Linked DNA regions of Mus musculus: region 2 is linked to region 1. Evidence: chromatin contacts called from public HiChIP or PLAC-seq data. All regions are on one chromosome and are shown on one strand. The core of a region is the stretch at or near the end of the contact, and the rest is flanking DNA. Distances in the headings are between cores, read along the strand shown. Region 1 overlaps Zfand3 (zinc finger, AN1-type domain 3). Region 2 overlaps Btbd9 (BTB (POZ) domain containing 9).

The links. HiChIP or PLAC-seq counts read pairs in DNA pulled down with a chosen protein or histone mark.
Region 2: a contact with region 1 is called in a FOXA1 HiChIP or PLAC-seq map of pancreatic cancer cells. The contact joins two enhancer-like sites. A contact is called at or near these places in 1 of 115 datasets of contacts at active chromatin or transcription factors (pancreatic cancer cells) and 1 of 9 other capture datasets (embryonic stem cells).

Annotation. Positions count from the first base shown.
Region 1 is chr17:30,084,803-30,087,988 of GRCm38.p6, reverse strand. All of the region lies in intron 2 of Zfand3 (zinc finger, AN1-type domain 3), which reads right to left. Among named protein-coding and RNA genes, the nearest start is that of Zfand3, 81 kb to the right of the region's middle. Within about 2 kb of position 1,883, at least 12 of the 459 cell types and tissues checked have an H3K27ac peak or open chromatin away from gene starts, as enhancers often do. A contact at or near this core is called in pancreatic cancer cells, where this site is marked.
Region 2 is chr17:30,549,819-30,553,023 of GRCm38.p6, reverse strand. All of the region lies in intron 1 of Btbd9 (BTB (POZ) domain containing 9), which reads left to right. Among named protein-coding and RNA genes, the nearest start is that of Btbd9, 25 kb to the left of the region's middle. RefSeq lists an enhancer at 474-3,205. Within about 2 kb of position 1,818, at least 61 of the 459 cell types and tissues checked have an H3K27ac peak or open chromatin away from gene starts, as enhancers often do. A contact at or near this core is called in pancreatic cancer cells, where this site is marked.

The DNA of each region.
Region 1 (3,186 bases), core at 634-3,133:
GTTACAGCATAGAAAAATGTGACTAACAATTATCGCTGAGCACTACTAAAGACATTTTCCAAAATATAATCTTATTTTTCTTTTTTTTTCTAAGATTTATTTATTATTATACATAAGTACACTGCAGCTGTCTTCAGATGTGCCAGAAAAGGGCATCAGATCTCATTATGGGTGGTTGTGAGCCACCATGTGGTTGCTGGGATTTGAACTCAGGACCTTTGGAAGAGCGGTCAAGTGCTCCTATCCGTTGAGCAATCTCACCAGCCCCATAATCTTATTTTTCTTCTAGAACCTTTCATTAATACAAACCCAATATGGTGTGCATAAGAAATCCAGGGCCTATACGGTCTGAACAGGAGACAGGCCTAAGCCAAGGAACTTGAGACAAGTGTAGCCAATAGAGATCTCTCTCTTTTCCTCAAAAGAAAGAAAGAGGGGAGAGTGAGAAGGGGAGGGGAAAAAGAAAAGGAAAATCAAATTACATAATTATAAAAAACAAACAGCATGGGCTGCTAAGGGCAGAGCAGGCTGAAGACTTACTGGCTGAAAACAGGATGCTCTCCTAAAATACCTGTCCCTACATTATTACAGTCAGAGAGAGACTGTCAAACAAGGTACAGTTCCCTCCATATACAACAGAGGTTACTGTATTTCTACTCAGGTCACCTCAAGAGGTTGGGGACTATTGATAAAATCTGACTAGAGGGGCTGCAGAGATGACTCTATGGTTTAAGAGTTTGGCCCCCACTACTCACACAGTAGCTTACAACCATTTCTAACTCTAGTTCCAGAAGATTCTGGCACCCTCTTCTGACTTTCATAGTCGCCAGGCATGGCGCATATACATACACGCAGGCAAAGCAGTCAGGGGGTGGGGGTGGGGAGACAGAGATGGAGAGACAGACAGACAGACACACACACGGGGGGGGGGGGGGGGGGCTGACTAGAGTCAACAGCTACATGCTGCACCCACAGAACTAACCGCCTCACAAGGCATCTCCATCCTTGTGAGGACATCATCTCCCACTGGCTCTCCACTGATCCGACAGCTGTCTATCACCACTGATAAGCGGAACCAGGGGACCAACTGGAGATCAATGACATCCTAGATCTCGGACCACCCCTTCGCTGCTGAGATAACAACATCTACCAGCCATCCGAAATTTGTGAACCCTGCTTCACATTTGGCTACTAAAGATAAATATTTACTAGCCACAGAACTGCACTTGCAAAAGTCTGGCATGGCACTATAGGCTCCTGGTAAATCTTCATTGTTGAAATTACTCTAGGGAGCCACAAGGTACAACAAACTGCTTAATCCATTCTGATTTGTACCTAAGCAGCTGTGCTTTATTGATGAAAATTGTAAGGTTAGAGTTACAAATCACATATTTACTATTATAAAGGCATCTACAATGTATTTGATAAATATAGACACCCTGAAAAAGTTAAAAAAAAAAAAAAAAAGCACTCCATCCTGCCAAGCACACAACGTCAAAACAGTGAAGAATGTTAACACTCCAACTCATAATTAGTCATTCTGTTGCTGGAGGTTAGTGACAGGCAATTTCTGGGGGAAAAGTAATGTCTGAGGATAGAATAAGCAGCCCCTCTCCATCACAGAAGTGGCTACTTAACTGCTTCTGCCTGCTCATAAATATTTTCATTCACACACAAACACAAGGTGGTCTACTAACATGGTTTGAGTAGAAGCTCCTGAAGGAAAGATAAAGGAAGTTCCTTGCTCAACCACGGGAGCAGACCTCCAAACACAAAGCAGGACTTTTCCAATATCGTAAAATTCCAATGTGGGACCATAACATCCCCAGCATCACTTTCTAGGATCACAACACTGTAAAGACCATGTGGCTTTTTATCTGACAGAATGAACAAATGAACGCACACCTACACACCATGAGCTGTCAACTGAGCCACAAGCACCCAATCCTAGGAAGTACAAATAAAAAGTCAAGAAGTCAAACTGTCTTTCTGACTCAAGGATATGACTACCCTATTTCAATGGAAGTTAATAATGAATTTATCTTTACTGGTGACATTCCATCTTTTAAAAAGTATTGTCAGTTTCTTAACAAGAATAAAAATATCACAGGTCAAAAGAACACAGTTATGTGATAAGTATATAGTTAAACTAGTCATTATTTTATAAAAATTTTGATTTTTCAAGTGTGAAAATGGTTTAAATCTTTTTTAAAACAAATGCAAATGTAATTAAATGTAATTAAAAGGAAGCTAGCTCTTCAAGACCTAGGTTCAAGTCCCAGTAACCATATGGTAGCTAACAACCATCTGTGACATCAGACACCCTTTCCTGGGTAGCACCAAGCACACAGGTATTACAGCAAAAATAATTTATAAAAACATGCAGAAAAGCACAAAGTCCCAAAGAAGACTGTTTATTTATGCTCAATATGCAGGACCCAAGAGTCAATAACACAGAGCAGATACTCAATAAGTGCAGGAATAGAGAGAAGGAAGAGCTACGCATCTAAACAGAGGCCGAATCCTAAATGAGCAAGAGGAAGAACGTGTCAGAACTACAGAAACAAATCAATATTTAATATTAAATATTTGTCTATCTCTGAATGAAGGCTGGTTTCAAAAGAGACAAGGAGCTGAGGGGAAAAAATACTTAGAAGGTAGTATATTTTTATTTATTTAAAAAATACTATAAACAAATACTTTATTGAGAGAAAAAGAACAGCCTAAATTACATGAAGAAAAACAATGCAGCATGTCAGAAACAGAGACACAATGAGCATGTTTCAGAGCAGTAGCATTTCTGCAGAGGGAGGAAGATGTCAGAACTTGCAACAGATGCAACGAGAAGCCACAGGAGGGACAAAGTTGGGCAGGAATAGAAGACAAAGAAGGTCAAACTGGAGATACGCACTGAGTATGCTTCCACAGCTTCCTAGGAGAGCAGCATTCGAGTTCACACTCAGTGACAGAGAAGCCTATGTGCTCTCACAGTTAAGAGGAAAAGCATCAATCACACGGACCAATGTGGCAATGCTGCAGCTGTGTGAGGGCAAAACAATGCTACCTTGAGAACTTGGACTCTAGAGTTTCTACATTTTAGCAATATGAGTATTTTCATCTAATATGACATTAACACTTGACAGAAAATTAACTCAGTCTATTTCTCCAACCAGTAGTTTTCAAACT
Region 2 (3,205 bases), core at 569-3,068, 470 kb before region 1:
GATGATGGTGACTCAGCCTCCATCTGAAGAATTTGAGCTGAAAATGAATTAGCAGCCAGTACAGGTCTATGTAATTGTGAAAATTAATTTCAAGGAATAATGCCATGTGTCCTGAGAGGACTTGCTTAATAACTGATAATTGAGGAGGATCATGAAAAAATGGAAGTTGTGAGGTTTTCCAGCCTCAAGTCCATTTTAAAAAAGGATATAGTAAAAATATAATGCTAATGTGAATCTTCAAAGATCCGCTTCCAACATGATAGAAAAAGAAATGAGATTGAGCTGGCAGGGTGGTGTGGTGTGGGGAAGCTTTGCTCATTGCCGTTGAACCCGATGAGCTTGATCCCCGAGGCCACAAGTGGAAGGAGAACCTGCTCTTGAAAATTGTCCCCGACTCCTCCCATTAATAAATATAATAATCTAAAAAGAAACGGGTAACAGATAGCAGGCATTCAACGATTATTCTCCTAAATTGGAGTCCACGAGTTCTCTGGCTGCTAATGCCTGCAGTGGTAACAGGAGACAGTGGATGGCATCTTAGAAACCCAGCAGTACCACATCCTGGCTTCCACTGTGGGTTGAACACGTGAGGAGGCTGGGCTAGGGCCAGCGAAATCAGTGCCTATGTAGGGGCATGATCGTTTCCATTCCTTGGCAGTATGCATGGTAGGAGCTGTGAACATTGATAGGTGGAATGGAGTTCAGAAGACTTCAAGTGTAGTCGCTAGGTTGCCCAGAGCCCTAGCTAATGCCCCTACACAACTGTGGACAGCAGTTGGTTCCTCTGCCCCTGTGTAGTCATGTTTTCTGAGTTATGTGGGAACACTGAGGATGGTGAATCGAAATCGAACACAGGACTTTTCCATAGAGCTTGTGTCTGTGGCTCTGATTTCAGTCTCTTTAGTTCTTTATATGCCAACATGGGCCTTTCCACTGTATCTCTTTGGCACTAATCAGAGCGTCAGCTCTGGAGTTGCCACGGTTGCTACCCTTCTTCCATCTTTCCAGCTCCTGTTAGCTCTGTCCTTTTTTTCATGTGTACTGGTGGTGGGTGGCGGTGGTCATAACTGTAGTAAATGGGTGAGGTTTCCTTGCATGCAGGACAGTAGTGTTTCTCTATTACTTACATTGTGTAGAAGACAAAAGGGAAGTTTAGGCCAGTGAGATGGTTCACAGCAGGTAAAGTGCTTGTCACCCAGGCTTGACAACCTCTGTTAGATCCCTGGAGCCCAAGGGACCCCAAAGAGTTATCTGACTTCCACTCCCATATGCTGTGACTCGTTTGCCCCTCCCCCATACACAGACATAATAATTCTTTATAAAGAATATTTAAAAAGTGTAGTTTGGGAGGATGTTAACTAATATGTCCAAAGCTACAGCCTATTAAATGGTGCTGCCAAGGCTTGAACCCAGGCAGTGTAAATTTTTTTCTTTCTTTCTTTCTTTCTTTCTTTCTTTCTTTCTTTCTGTTTGTTTTTTTCGCAGGCTGGCCTCGAACTCAGAAATCTGCCTGCCTCTGCCTCCCGAGTGCTGGGATTAAAGGCGTGCACCATCACTTTCGATATCCTCTGATGCCCTGTTCTAAAGCCCCGCTGCCTCCAGAGGTGTGATGGATGCTGCCCTGTGTGCACTTGCAAAAGCCCAGGAACCATGTGAAGGAGAAAGTACAGGGAGCCGGGGAAGTGACTGATGAGTCCTCAGATCTAGAATAGTGTTTTCCCATCTGCTGAGTGAAGTGCAGTGCTGAGTCTTTGCAATATGATGTGTATTTCCAGCTTTGACAGTGGTTTTCTTTGGACTAGCCACAGGACTAGCTCAGTAGCCATGTGTGTTGTTATAAGGCCACTGTCACTGCAGCTTCAGAGGACAGGAGTCAGACATTAGTCTGTAGAGGAGTCAGCCAGCAGAAGAGGCATTGAAAAAAAAAAGCCCCCCCCCCCAACTCCAGCTCCTCTTTTCTGACTGGGGTTTAGGTGGAGTTGGGGTACCAGTGGAGAAGTTTGCTCTCATATCATCCTGAAGTTGTGAGGTGCCTTTCCCGTTCCAAACAGGGAATTACTCAGTATGCTTTGTTTGCTCTGGCTGCATTCCATAGACACCTTCAGAGTAGAGAGGCACTTGTGGGCCACCCACCACTCCAGCAGTTTCTAGGGAAAAGACTTGACAACTCCAGGAACTGTGAATGCCTTATACTGAAATATACAGTGAAATATACAGTGGAGGGAGGTCATGGGGAAGGATAGTTACTTATCTTCTGATGTATGAGCTCTGGGTAACCTACACAGTGAAGAGAGAGGAATTCTTGGTATTCAGGAGTCACTGTCACCTCCTCTTTCAGAGTCTCCTGTGGCTGTGCTGTGCTTAGCTCAGAGTGTGGTGAGCCTTCACCAGTTCGTGAGTGCTAGTTGAGAAGCAGATATCCCTGGAACTGAGCCCTGTGAATGGCTTCCTTCTCAATTTTCATTCTTTCAGTTTCTCCCAGAGGCCTCAGCCCACTAGAAAGAAGCACACAGGCTCCTCCAAAGTAAATGGCACCGAAGGGTTAGGAAGAGGACCAGTGGTTTCTGTCCCCACGAACAGGAGAGCGGGAGTTTTGTTTGGTGGTGAGGTGCTGCAGTGCTGTGGCTGAGCTGTGTGGGCTCTGAGGGCTGCACTGCGCTCCCTGTACTGCAGTGTGTCTAGCCTGAGAACAGTGGGGAACTCTGCACAGCACAGTGCTTTGCTGTGCTTAACCCTATTTGAAAAGAAAGCTGGGAAGTAGCCACTAGTAATTGGGGCTGACTGAGACTAGAGGAAAGGAAACCATATTCCCCTTTCACTTAAAAAAATATTTGTGTGCGTGTGCCTTTGTGAATATATCTTGTGGATGTGCACAGATAAGCCACAGAGGTCAAAGGAGGGCATTGGGTTGCCTGGAGCTAGAGTTCCACGTGGTTGTGAGCTGCCCAATGAGGCCTTTGGTAGCCGGTCAGTCCTCTCCAAGAGCCAAAGTGCTCTTAACTTCCCTCCAGCCCCAAGGAAAACTTTGTAATTAAAGCATTTAGTTTAAATAATGGAGATATTTAAATTACTTATGTCTGTTTTATTCACATACACATAATCACCTACATCGTGACATACTCATATATGCATATCATATAGTTTGCATATGATATGCAACATACCCACCCCCACTTGCCCTTTCTAGTCCCGCTGCAACTCCCCA